Linked DNA regions of Sus scrofa: region 1 is linked to region 2. Evidence: chromatin contacts called from public Hi-C data. All regions are on one chromosome and are shown on one strand. The core of a region is the stretch at or near the end of the contact, and the rest is flanking DNA. Distances in the headings are between cores, read along the strand shown.

Region 1 (7,178 bases), core at 2,089-4,588, 540 kb before region 2:
GAAATAAAATTTTGATAATTAAGTTAAATAAAATGTTATTGAGGAGTTCTTGTTGTGGCTCAGCAGTAAAGAACATGGCTAGTGTCCATGAGGGTGTGGGTTTGATTCCTGGCCTTGCTCGGTGGGTTAAGGACCCGGCGTTGCTATGAGCTGTGGTGTAGGTTGCAGATGAGGCTTGGATCCTGCATTGCTGTGGCTGTGGTGTAGGCTGGCAGCTATAGCTCCAATTCAACCCCTAGCCTGGGAACTTCCACATGTCATGGGTGCAGCCTTAAAAAGACAAAAAAAATTATTGAAATTAATTTCACATGTTTCCTTTTGCCATTTTAAGGGGCTTACTAGATAATTTAATAATGCAGCTTTCATCTGTGGCTCACATTATATTTCTATTGGACAGAACTGCTTTAGTCTACCTGGTTTTTGAGACAATACATTCTTTTATTGTTTAAACCAGGGTAAATCAGGTTGGTCTTTTTTTCTATAGAAAGCATCCTACTGATACAGGACACTGCTATATGTTAGTTAACCTGCTTTTACTGCGTATGCACAACAGCATATAGGAGTACTTTTGGGGGGTATTTGCTATTTCCTCACTCCTATAATTTTATATCTCCAAAATATAAGCAAAAGCTTCTTCCATAACTCACAATTTTAACCTCCACAGTGTAAGAAACGTCAAAGATTATTAAAGGGCATTTTCAATCATAGAGCATTAGCCTGACTGTCTACTCCTTAATCATAGGTAGGAAGTCTTTGAGACTTGTTAACACACTGGGGAAGATACTGCTCCCCCTAAAGCTTTGGCTCACTTGTATCCCGATATTCCATGGAACAAATACAGGAGTGTAATTCCTTCATCAGCTCAGTGTTTCTATACATCAAGTGATTTGATAAAAAAAAAAGTGGATTTATCAATAGACATTAAGGTAATGGTGATAGGGCAAAGCCCTTAGCTTTAGGATCAATGTAATTATCCCTCAAAAAATAGCATTCAGGAGTTCCTGTCGTGGCTCAGCAGAAATGAATCTGACTAGTATCCATTTGGATGCAGGTTCAATCCCTGGCCTTGCTCAGTGGGTTAAGGATCCAGCATTGCCATGAGCTGTGGCAGATGTGGATTGGATTTGGCATTGCTATTGCAGATGTAGGTGTAAGCCAGTGGCTACAGCTCTGATTTGACCTCTGGTCTAGGAACTTCCATGTGCTTCCAGTGTGGCCCTAAAAAAGAGACAAAAAACAAAACAACAACAACAACAAAAACAACCAGCATTCAGAAAATGTGAACTGAAAGCAGAAAATAGGTTTCAGGACTGAAGGATGCAGATACTTTAGGGGAAACTTCAGTTGATCCTTTTAATTATCTCTGACAATCTTCCTTTTAAAGGTTTACTAACTGAAATACATCATACTTTTCATAACTCAGAACTGCAGAGAATTCACCTCAAGTTATTTTCTGTGACAAAGATATCTGAGCATCATAAAACTTAGACAATTAAAATGGACAGCAATATCTGGATTATTTTCATGTATAAGCATGGCCTCATGTTTTATAGGGTTAAAAAACATTATGCAGAGACTAGCATGTTAAACTTATATCTATGAAATAAGTTAAATATAATTCAAGGACAAGAACACTGGAAACTTTCACCTTCAAAAAGAGGGAACAGATCAGCCAAGAAATTATACATACATCAGCTAACATTCTTTATGCATTACAGAACAAAGAACTAAAGTACATCTGCATGACAGAAATCTACTCAATATTCTGTAATAAACTATATAGGAAAGAAAAAATAATTCAAAAAATTTTTAAAGTACAATTATGTGGAAGAGCATCATTTTCCTTCGATCTTAACATGAAAAAAACAAACTGGGAAATTCCCTTGCAGTGCAGCAGATTAAGGATAGAGCATTGTCCCAGCTGTGGCACAGGCTGCAAGTGCAATGTGTTGGATAGCCTTGGCCAGGGAACTTCCACACGACCCAAGTATGGCAAAGCCGTTTAAATTCCACCAGGTGATACACAGTATCACAGTCTACCACAACCAAAGGGATACGTTCACACAAGCTAGATGCAAACCTCTCCCCTCATAACAATTGGCACCATCCTTGACTGGAGAATAAATGTATATTAAATGGCTCTATCTCATTTTAAGGTGATATAGAATGTATTTTCTCTCTCAAATTGTTAGAGGATTTAGATTATATTTGTTTTTTTCTGGATGGAGCCATTGTTTCATTCAAATAGCAAATGTTTTCCATCTTCCACGTTTGGATACTCGGCACTGGAACCAAATGTACATGGTATCACATCCCTGATTAACATGGAGCTTCCAATCTTGAATGAGGGAGACAATAAATAAAGAAATAAAGTGAATTTTGTAAATGTTAATCACATTTTAAGTGAGTTCTCAAACTTAGGTGTTAATATTCTAGAGGACAGGAATTAAAATTTTAATGACTCTGATACTCTACCAAAATGATCCTATTAAAAAAATAAATGGAAATGAATAGGATGAGTGTAAACGGTTACAAAGTATATAAATACATGTTGAAGAATACCTGACCACCTGAAGAACATGTTAGGCCAAAGTATATAAATACATGTTGAAGAATACCTGACCACCTGAAGAACAGGCAAGTAGAAAACAGTTATCCAAACAGCGGAGGCAGAATTTAAAAATTCCAAACTAATTTAAAAATTACTGGCAAATGTGCGGCAGGGAGTAATAACTTCAATTCTATTCTACTTTAATCAGACCATTCATCTTTCAGAAAACTGTCCTAAATGAATATGGGCCTCCAGAAGAACATCACCTTCTCTGTCTACGTGTATAACGACGTCCAAAACATTAAGAAGAGGAATCACCCCTGTTTCCTCAGGGTATCTTCAAACAGAAACGGACCCTGAGTCATGGGCTCCTTATGGACATTTTTCACAGTCAATACACATACTTAGAATTACGCAGTGGGCGGCAAGTCCTTACTCCACTGATTTGTGTATTTAAAATCCACTGCATGTTTGGTTATGAATTCTTGTAGCGACTCCAGAGTGGATATAGCCTAGGGAGCACCTGAGTTGTTTCCAGAAACAAAGACGCATTCCGCACGGACGCCCTATCTCCGGCAACTATCTGGAAGCCTAGGAGCTATCCGGCCGCAGGGCGATTCGATAAAAGTTCTGGCTTAGCGGGGTCAGGATCGTATCCTCTAAGTATTTCCAAACCGATAGCTCTTTATGAAAGTCTCATTCTTATCGCGTAAAGCCAAATTCTCGCGAGATGAGAGTTCACGCTGGCCAACGTAATTGCACGTTGCGCCTGCGCGCGCCGGGGCCCGCCCCAACTTCCGCCAGAAGCCTGCCGTCACTCACAGCCGCCTCCCGCCCAAGCGGTGACGTAGCATCCTTTTCCGCTAGATCTGCGCTCCAGACGGAGTTCCACAGAGCTTGGGAGCTGCTGCGCTGCCGAGCTGCTTCTTTGCCGCGCTGCCGAACTGCTCCGCTGCCGAGCTGCTGAGCTGCAGAATCTGGCGCTTGGAGCTGCGAATCTCGGCGAGATTTCGCGTTGCCCATCCTGATCCATTTTACTGATCTGATAATCATTAGCGGATCGCTTTGCCAAGAGCTGGGAAGAACAAAGGAATCGGGAAGGAGACGCTGGGCCCCGGCCACTTTGCTGCGAGTGGCTTCCTTTTCCTTTCGCTTCGGTCCGGAGAGACTGGATTTATAATCGTCACTGGATTGTAAGTACCCGAGGCGAAGAGAGCTCACTACGCCCCGCTTCTTGAATATCTTTGTTCCGGGAGAGTTTGTGCATTGAAAGTTTCTGCTGCGCCTTCCTTTCTGTGCCAAAAATCCTTCCGTAGGAGCGGCCATTTGCTTTCCTGCTAGCTAGCTCTCCCTGGTGGCTGCAGCGGCATCTAGAGGTTGGAACTTGGCATTGCAGCTAATAGATTTAAAAGGACTTAATAAGTGTTTGTAACCACTGGTATTCAGTCACAGCGTCTTTAGAAAGACTTGGGCCTTAATTCACAATAGACGCTTAGGTGCTTTTCTACTTAGAGCTTTTTGTACTTAAAGACTTCAATTTATGACGAACTAGTCTTTCTGTTGACATAGCCGGAACTTTTTAGTCCAACAAGTGGTTGATAGAGAAAAAGTGAGTCACAGAGAAATAAAGATGAGTAAGAGCAAAGACGATGCTCCTCATGAACTGGAGAGCCAGTTTATCTTACGCCTACCTCCGGAATATGCCTCTACGGTGAGGCGGGCAGTACAGTCTGGCCATGTCAACCTGAAGGACAGACTGACAATTGAGTTACACCCCGATGGGCGTCATGGAATCGTCAGAGTGGACCGGGTCCCACTGGCCTCAAAATTGGTAGATCTGCCCTGTGTTATGGAGAGTTTGAAAACCATTGATAAAAAAACCTTTTACAAGACAGCTGATATCTGTCAGATGCTCGTCTCTACAGTTGATGGTGATCTCTATCCCCCTGTGGAGGAACCAGCTGCTACTGCTGATCCCAAAGCAAGCAAGAAAAAGGATAAGGACAAAGAGAAGAAGTTTATATGGAACCATGGAATTACTCTGCCTCTAAAAAATGTCCGAAAGAGAAGGTTCCGAAAGACAGCAAAGAAGAAGTACATTGAGTCTCCGGATGTGGAAAAAGAAGTGAAGCGCTTGCTGAGCACAGATGCCGAAGCTGTCAGTACCCGCTGGGAAATAATTGCTGAAGATGAAACAAAAGAAACAGAAAATCAAGGCCTTGATATCTCTTCCCCAGGAATGTCTGGCCACAGGCAGGGCCATGACTCACTGGAACACGATGAGCTTCGGGAGATATTCAATGACCTCAGCAGCAGCAGTGAGGATGAAGATGAGACACAGCATCAAGATGAAGAAGATATAAACATCATCGACACGGAGGAAGATCTGGAAAGGCAGCTACAGGACAAGCTCAATGAATCAGATGAACAGCACCAAGAAAATGAGGGAACCAATCAGCTGGTGATGGGAATTCAGAAACAGATTGATAACATGAAAGGCAAGCTCCAAGAGACCCAGGACAGGGCAAAGCGACAGGAGGATCTGATCATGAAGGTGGAAAATCTGGCTCTCAAGAACAGATTTCAGGCCGTGCTGGATGAACTGAAACAAAAGGAAGACCGAGAAAAGGAGCAGCTCAGCTCTTTGCAGGAGGAGCTAGAATCACTCCTGGAGAAGTGAGGAGAGCTTTGATACTTAATTTCATTCCTCAGAGTAGTCGGCATTGAAAGAAAAATTTTGGTTTCATCACCTGGACTAGGTACTATATAACTTTGCAGTAGTTGCCATTTTCTTCACTGCCTTCTATTGGGTTTGTCATATCGACAGATATAAATGTGAATTTCTTTCTCATTTGTCTTTAAGAACCACTTTTTTAGGTGTTTGTCGTGTAGGAAGTAGGATGTATAGACAGAGAAATGTAAGGAAGTTGTAGGATTAGTGGAGGGAAGAGTTCAACTTACTGATTAATCACAGCTTCACTGCAGGACTTTGCTACTGTTTCTCAGTTTACCAGAAGTTGCCATTGCTATTCTGTGATGCCATCTGAGATAATTAGAGTCTAGTCTAAAGGCAGTGAAGCTTGTTTGCATATGTTTTCCCATGCTGTAGCTATCTTTCTGCTCTTCAAAGCAGTTAATCATATGTAGCATTGCAAATCATTTTCATAGTTGTTTGACCACAAGAAATAAAAACAAGTGATTTTCACCTCATAATGTGTCTTTTTTAGGGGAAGGGGGTATCAGGTCCTCTTCTGAGGTGGTATTTTAGTGGGATTTAATGGACTGACCAATCGGATTCTTTTTTGTAGGAAAAGAAACAGTTATATTTTAAGAAAAAGAGGAACACAGCAGGGGAAAGAAATTGGGAAATTCATATGCAGTATGTTTCCAACCCCCCTGCTCCATTTTGAGGAAATAGAGAAACTTCCTAAATTTTTTTTCAGCCTGATCTCAGTGTTTTCAATCCATACTGAGCTTGTTTACATTTTTTCAAGGAGTTTAATTACTCCTCTTCCTCTACAATAGTCTACTGGGATAAATACTCTGTTACTCATCTATCGTAGGAGAGTGTAAGTTACTGTTGCTCTGTGTTCACCAGGCTGTAAATTCCCTGAGATTAGGCACTTGCCTTGTTAGTCACTGTAAACTTACTAAAGAATAGTAAGTTCAAGGGATACAGTGCCTGGATTTGTATCCTAGTTCAGTGACCTAGTTAGGTGATCTTGGGCAAGTAAATTAACCTGTTTGCCTCAATTTCCTCATCTCTAAAATGGAGACGATAATCTCCCTCAGGACCCTTGAGTTGTGGCAATTGAGTTGATACTTAGAAAGGATTTAGAACAGTTCCTGGAAAAAAAGCAAATTATTATTGCCTATTTACTGGGGTTGGAACATAACAGATCAGAGAATGATTTGAATTAAAGAGTGACCAAAATGGTAGAAAGTGTGGAAAGAAACAGCTCGTTTGGAGTTCCCGCTGTAGCCAAACGGGATTGGCAGAGTCTTGGGAGCACTGGGATGCAGGTTTGATTCCTGGTGTGGCACAGAGGCTTAGAGGATCTTCGGTGTTGATCTGATCCTTGCCTTGGCCTGGGAACTGCATATGCCAAAGGTCAGCCAAAAAAAAACAGTTGTCTTAAGTGTGGTTGACTGGTTTCAGATTAAAGAATCATTCTAAAAGTGTAAATGGCAGCATAAACTGAGTCAGTTTACTACTATAGCTGTATTTTTTTATTTATGGCTTGGGTTTGCAGTAATATTAAAACCTACGTAGTGAAGAGTAATAACCTCTTACATAAACTTCAAAAGAGAAAAACTTAAAATTGGGATCCATTTCCCTTCAGGCAAATCCAGAGTTACCAAAAAAGACTCACTTTTCTCACAGCTCCCTTGCCTGATAGGTGTGATTTATAGTTGAGCCACAGTTTTCAATATTTCTGAGTTCATGATTAGAAGTTGAAGAACTTTTTAAAATTTGTGTTTTAAAATATAGAAATAAAAGACTCAGAAAAATTTTAAGCAGTGCAGAAATTTTACAAAAAATAAAAAGTAAAGACCACTTTTGCACAAACTTTTCAGGGCAAGTTGTAAACATTTTGGTATGGATTATTCCAGGACTTTATTTGGT
Region 2 (6,445 bases), core at 2,477-4,976:
AAGAGAGCCTCACTATGATTCATAACATAAAATTCAAAGCTGGGGGAGAGGGAAGGGAAGGATTGTAGAGCCCACCTCTTCTCTGAGTTCCTTCATTCTTTCCTCAAAATCATAATCCTTCTGCTTCTCTTCCATCTTCTTCTTGTTGACTTCAAAACGTTTCTTCACCTGATCCAAGGTAGAACGTTCCACACGCATAGACATGCCCAGGTTTCGTTGATCTGGGTGGGGTCAATAGTGAGGAAGGTCATTACAACAACATCCTAAGTCCCTGGAGTTCCCATCGTGGCTGAGTGGTTAACGAATCTGACTAGCATCCATGAGGACACAGGTTCGATCCCTGGCCTGGTTCAGTGGGTTAAGGATCTGGAGTTGCTGTGAGCTGTGGTGTGGGTTACAGAGACAGCTCAGATCTGGCATTGCCTGGCTGTGGTGCAGGCCAGCAGCTGTAGCTATGATTCGACCCCTAGCCTGGGAACTTGCATATGGCGTGGGTGTGGCCCTAAAAAGGAGAAAAAAAAAAAAAAATCCTAAGTCTCTCAAAAAGTCTTCCTAACATTCAAAAATCTCAGAAAGCATGCAAAAAAATAATATGGCTAAAAAAAAAAAATATATATCCTTTGGCAGCAGCTCCAGATAACAAGATATAAGCGGCTTTCAACTATCCTTACAGAGTACATGCATGTGAGTGTGGACAGCTGGGCCCAAGAAAAGACCATGGTTTGGGCTTGGGCTTGTTGAGAGTCTAGAACAGATTCGCACCTCTTGGACTCCAGAAACATTAAATAAATAGTAAAGGATCCTATGCTGAAGGAACTATAGAATTCCCTTGACATTAAAAAAGAGGCCCAAGAGAAATGACCCTTTCCCCCACCCTATCTCCAATTCCCATCCCAGCCCCAAACTACCTCTGAGCCTTACGTTTCTTTCCATTAATGTGATCCAGGAAGTTGATAGAGTCTTTCACTACACAGTCACAGACATTGCAGTAATACCTAGAAAACAGAAAGAAACAGCACTCGGGTTGGTGGATTGTTGTAAGGATTTTGTCGCTTTTGACCAAGAAACATGTATTTTGAAATCAAAGTTCTTTTTAGAACAAAGAGGCCTCCACACCACAGCATGACAGAGCTAGGAAGCAGACCCTCTAGACCCACTTATACCTCAGATGAATGCAGACCTTTGAGGGCAACTTTGTGAGAAAGCCTGAGCCAGAACCACCTAAGTAAGTCCCAGATTCCTTACCCCCAGATATTGTGAGCTACCTGCTGTTTTACGCTGCTAAGTCTTGGGTTAATGTATTCATTTCTATAGCAGCAGATAACTAACACAAAGAGGAATGACAACAGCGGGTCTACTAAGCAGCTCAGAGAAGTGTCACACATTGCTATCTGTGTGATCCTCCTGCTGGAAAACCTAACTGGACAGAGAAGTAGTGGTGGGCCAAAGGAAGGAGAGTTCCTGTGGGAGCCTTCTTTCTAAAGCTTATAGTCTTGGTCTAATAGCAAGGTGCACAACCAGGAAATCCGTAACAACTACAACCTTTGCAGCTAGTTAGTCCACAACCTTAACCCCCTTTATCCACCATCAACAGCTCCTGGGCTTCATTCTAGCTTCACCTAATTCCTCCCCTAGACATCTCCTCAGTAGACCTTTCCTTCATGTCTTCCTCTGGCAGGAGAACAAACAATTCCCTTTAAGATATTAAGAAGTAGTTATAGTACTAATATAACAAAGCCTACAGAGTGACACCTCGTAGAGACACTATTATGTTAACTTGAGGCCTTGGAGAACAAAGCATGGAATGACAGAAAACAAGGTTATTATTCTGGGGCCAAGTATCCTGCTCAACACTTCCTGAAACCAACCTAGTTTTATGTGACTTACTCCTGGATGCAGAGATAAATGAAAAGCCACTTACCCTCCCATCTCAGACTGTGGGGTAGTCTTGGTAATGACAATTGTCTTCCCGAGCTTGGATTCCAGGTCCACCTTGTAATCTCTATGCCGGAGAAGCTCTCGCTTGACTGGCTGCACGGGCTTTCCTGGAATATAATGGGGAAGGAAGTCGCTTCATTATCAGAGATCCTTAGCCAGAAAGGAAAAGAAATGCATAAAATGCAAAATCCAGAAGTCTACCTTCATTTCTTTTTTGAAACCTGAAGCAAGGGACAAAAGAGTCCCTTCTAGCAGTAGCTACAGAGAATTTCAACACAGCAAAAATGATAAGCAATCCTTAACTCCCTACATCTTTTCTCCACTTTAAAGCCAACAAGTCTATGGCGTTCCCATCCTGGCTCAGCGGAAATGAATCTGACTAGTATCCATGAGGACGTAGGTTTGATCCCTGGCCTCAGTGGGTTAAGAATCCGGTGTTGCTGTGAGCTGTGGTGTAGGCCAGCAGCTATGGCTCGGACTCGACCCCTAGACTGGGAACCTTCATATGCTGCGAATGCTGCTAAAAAGACAAAAAAGAAAAGAAAAGCAAGACCACTCATTTAGTGTTTTCAGACAGATACCCCATGTGTAACACGGCAATCTTCTGAGAGCTGGGGAAGTTTTTTAAAGAAGAACTATTATCTAGGAAATATCTGCTATATGCCAAGTACTATTGCATGAGTTACATAAAAACCAAAAGTGCTGGAGTATGCAAGTAAAGCAAAAGAAAGTACAAGTCTGAAAACAGAAAAGAAAATAAGACCAACTCCCTGACAAAATGTAAGGCACAGAGAACAGCCGTAAGCACTAGATGAAACAATCAATCCCACGTTCCCCAGGTTAAGAATCCGGTGTTAAGAATCCCACGTTCAATAGCAGCAATACACAGCAGCAAAAACACTCCACTTAACTTCTTCTGAGGATCACTACTGAGGATTCCACTGTCTTCCCTGTACTTGAGGAAAGCACTAAATGAGCCAAGCAAAGGAAGGGCAAGGAAGCAGGGAACCGCAGAGCCGGAAAGCACCTCCAAACCATTTCAGTTCATCTCCTCACGCCTATCTTACTTTTCTACCTGAGGAGCCAGGGAGGCACTATTCTGCCGGAGGTTACACAGGAAAGGGGGCAGCGCGTTTCAACCCCCCACCGACTCGCTAACCATTGCTTCGCATCTGCAGTACACTTAGCACTTGATGGAACAGGCACCCACCATCCTTCTTTTCTCTCTCTTCTGTGAGCCTCTTCTCCGCAAGCTTCTCATATTCATCTTTGTCCCACTTTCGGCGAAAGTCCAAGTTTTTTGCCTGTGGGGGAAAAGGGGCTGAAGATTCGTCGCTAATCGTGTCCGACCCCTGGACAAACAGAAGAAACCGCTCCCCAGCCGCTAAGGCGGCCCCGGGACCTGGGAAGAGCGAAGCCTCTCCGGACAGCACCGGGAGGCTGAGGTTGCCTCAGGACCCCAACCCGAGACCTTCCCGCTTCCGATGACCCTGCGCCAGGGCCTTACGGGGGAGCTCTCAAACCAAGGCGGTTAGATCGCCAGGAGGTGTCGGGAAGCCAGGCGGGTGCGGGGTATTCAGCGCCGAAAAGCCGCCCCGCACCCCCCATCCCAAGCCTCCTCACACACAACACCTACCCCGCTACCCGACGCCATCTTCACAGCGAAGTGAATGGAAAGCCGGAAAATGCCGTAAAAAGCGGCCTTGCGCCGTAAGGCAAGCCCGCCCTCCAATAAGCTTAGAGTCTCGTGTTCTAAACGAGCTAAGGACTGGAGGATTTCTAAAACAAGATCGTCGGCCCCGCCCCTGCTCCAAGGAAATGGCGCATGCGCAAGGGGAGTATGAAGCAACGCGGAAGTAAGGGCGCCTGCGAGGGTTTTTCACCCTGGCTTTAAAAACAAGCACAGATTCAACCCTTCCATTTTACGTAAGAGGAAAATGAAGTTCAGATCAGCGCCCTCCGGTCTAGTCTAACCAACCTGCGTGCACTGCCAAGAGTTTCCAAACCTTCTTAAGGCTGAAGTTCTGTTATCAGGGGCTCTAGATGCCTCTTTACCTGTGTGCACTGAAGATAGGGCCCCAGAGCTCCTAAGAGTTTGCACAGGCTGTAGTCTTCCTAATGCACAAACTGAAAGCGCTGTTTGCATTTTGTCTCTTTATCTTGAAGCAATGCTATCACCCCTTGGTTAACTCATTTTTCCTTCAACTGAGAAACATCACAATTATTCAATCTACAGGGCACAATTTAATCAACACGATCGGACCTGGGAAGGCCAGTCATCAGCAACACTCTAGGGTGAAGAACTCTAGCAAATGTCACACTACACACTGACTTAGTGAGGTGACTGTATCTCACAGCTGCGGGGAGGAGGAAGCATGGCTGTTCCCTTCACCAAAAATAAAACATCACCCCAGGGACGTTCCTCTTAGCTCACTGCATCCTCCAGTGTGCACTCAAGCGTTTTCTATGGCCTATGCAAACAAATCCCTCGATAACAAATTACCCAAGCTTCTAGATTTAATATTTTATTTAATATATTATACAACCACTTCTAGAACAGCCACCTCCACGGCAGGACATGGACTAGTTAGAGCAGGCATAGGTAATGGTCTCCAAAGTCTCAAAAGATCAGATCTCCATCTTGTCAGGTCGCCTATTAAATTCAACATTCAAGATTATTAAACAGACGGCCTCACCCTGATTAACACTGGGTAGGCTAGAGAGACGTCATATTAATATGGGCACTGCTGGGCCCTTGGGCTAGCATCTCTGTCCTCAAACAAAACAGAGAGCAGTCATTGCCCCTTCTTGCTGTTTACCAAAAACTCCCTGGACAGGCCAAGACCACACAGTGGTCAAACTGCCCAGAATTTGGTTCAGAAGCGAAGAGTGGAAGGCTAAGACATGACTTCTGATCTCAGTGGTTCAGAATCGTCTCAACCTGAGGTGACTTTCCCAGAGACTTGTTCACAGCAACCATCTTATTAGCACATGTTGGCAGCGTTCAACGGCACTGCAAGTCTGCCATCTGCCTCTGCAGTTAGAGCATGTCTCTGTCACATACCAGCCATCTGCGCCCATGCAGTATAGCTGCTCTCACTAGCCCCAGAGTCCTCAGGACCTCCTACAATTCTGTACCCAGAAAAGATGGAGGATGCGTAGGCACGAGTCAGCCATCCTGGCCAGCAGTTGTAAAGTTGTGGAACAGGAACTCAGTCCTAGATGAAACCTTTTCTACAAAGAGCAGCAGGTGGCATTCAGGCAAGGATCAAGACTCAGATAGTCGCTTCTGAATTTCAGCCACAAGATTTTCTCGCTTAATGGCCACCTGAAACATAAGAGAATCTTCATGTGACAAACTAGAGAGTGATACTAGCACCTCAGACACTGCTTTTCCAGATTCATTTAATTTGGCAACTATTCCCATGACCTATGCAACCGGTAGGGAGTCTGGGCTTCAAGCTGACCTGAAGAAGGTAGGAGCTCAAGACTAAAGGGATTCAAACACCGGATCTATGTTTATTTTATCTCCAGATACCCAAAGAGATTTCATTTGTCTTCTTGCCTGCCCAGCCATCATTGGCTACAATGGCTGCCTGGAGGGGGTACTCATTCATCTCTATCACTATAAACCCTGGAGATATTTCCTTAGCCAGAAGATACGTATTTCTTTTCTTTTCTTTTTTTTTTTTTTTTTTTTTTGTCTTTTTGCTATTTCTTTGGGCCGCTCCTGCGGCATATGGAGGTTCCCAGGCTAGGGGTCGAATAGGAGCTGTAGCCACCGGCCTACGCCAGAGCCACAGCAACGCGGGATCCGAGCCGCGTCTGCGACCTACACCACAGCTCACGGCAATGCCGGATCCCTAACCCACTGAGCAAGGGCAGGGATCCAACCCGCAACCTCATGGTTCCTAGTCGGATTCGTTAACCACTGCGCCATGACGGGAACTCCACATATTTCTTAAAGAATCTAAGAAAGGGAGAAACATTTGGTCCCTTCTATTTCTGACTGCCGCACTCACCTCCTCCCTGCTGGCCACTGAACGCAGCTTGATGAACCCTTCCTTCAGTTCTTGCTCACCAATAATGACCACCAGTGGAATACCCATGTCCTCAGAGTAGTGCAGTTGGGTTAGTAGTTTTGGGTTGTTCTTATACATCAGCTCTGCCTAAAAACAGTGAACAAAGAATAGGGACCATACAGAATTCCAGTGTGATTCAGAAGAAATGAATCCGACTAGTATCTACGAGGATGTGGGTTCAATCCCTGGCCCCGCTCAGTGGGTAAAGGATCCGGCATTGCCATAAGCTGTGGTGTAGGTGGCAGTGGAGGCTCTGATCTGGCATTGCTGTGGCTGTGGTGTAGACCTGAAACTGCAGCTCCAATTCGACCCCTAGCCTGGGAACTTCCATATGCCACAGGTGTGGCCCTTAAAAAAGCAAAAAGAATAGGGAGCTTAGAAGTGACCACCACTCAAACCCCAGGAGCAAGCATATCCAGAGAAGA

The links. A called contact is a pair of places that touch in the nucleus more often than the background predicts.
Region 1: a Hi-C map of liver shows a contact between it and region 2, with 7 times the contacts expected there. The contact joins the promoter of TAF7 here to the promoter of ZMAT2 in region 2. A contact is called at or near these places in 1 of 5 promoter capture datasets (liver) and 2 of 47 Hi-C or Micro-C datasets (heart right ventricle and liver).

What each region holds. Positions count from the first base shown.
Region 1 is chr2:142,948,771-142,955,948 of Sscrofa11.1, reverse strand. It overlaps TAF7 (transcription initiation factor TFIID subunit 7), which reads left to right and starts at 3,338. Exons shown (of 1, transcript XM_005661764.2): 1 at 3,338-6,678. The coding sequence starts at 4,182. The coding sequence ends at 5,231. It overlaps LOC100515772 (protocadherin gamma-A1), which reads right to left and starts at 3,274. Exons shown (of 3, transcript XM_021084925.1): 1 at 3,075-3,274.
Region 2 is chr2:142,408,251-142,414,695 of Sscrofa11.1, reverse strand. It overlaps ZMAT2 (zinc finger matrin-type protein 2), which reads right to left and starts at 3,726. Exons shown (of 6, transcript XM_003354316.4): 1 at 3,575-3,726; 2 at 3,149-3,242; 3 at 1,922-2,045; 4 at 922-995; 5 at 76-221. The coding sequence starts at 3,592. It overlaps LOC100521256 (probable histidine--tRNA ligase, mitochondrial), which reads right to left. Exons shown (of 12, transcript XM_013995242.2): 12 at 4,443-5,266. The coding sequence ends at 5,207.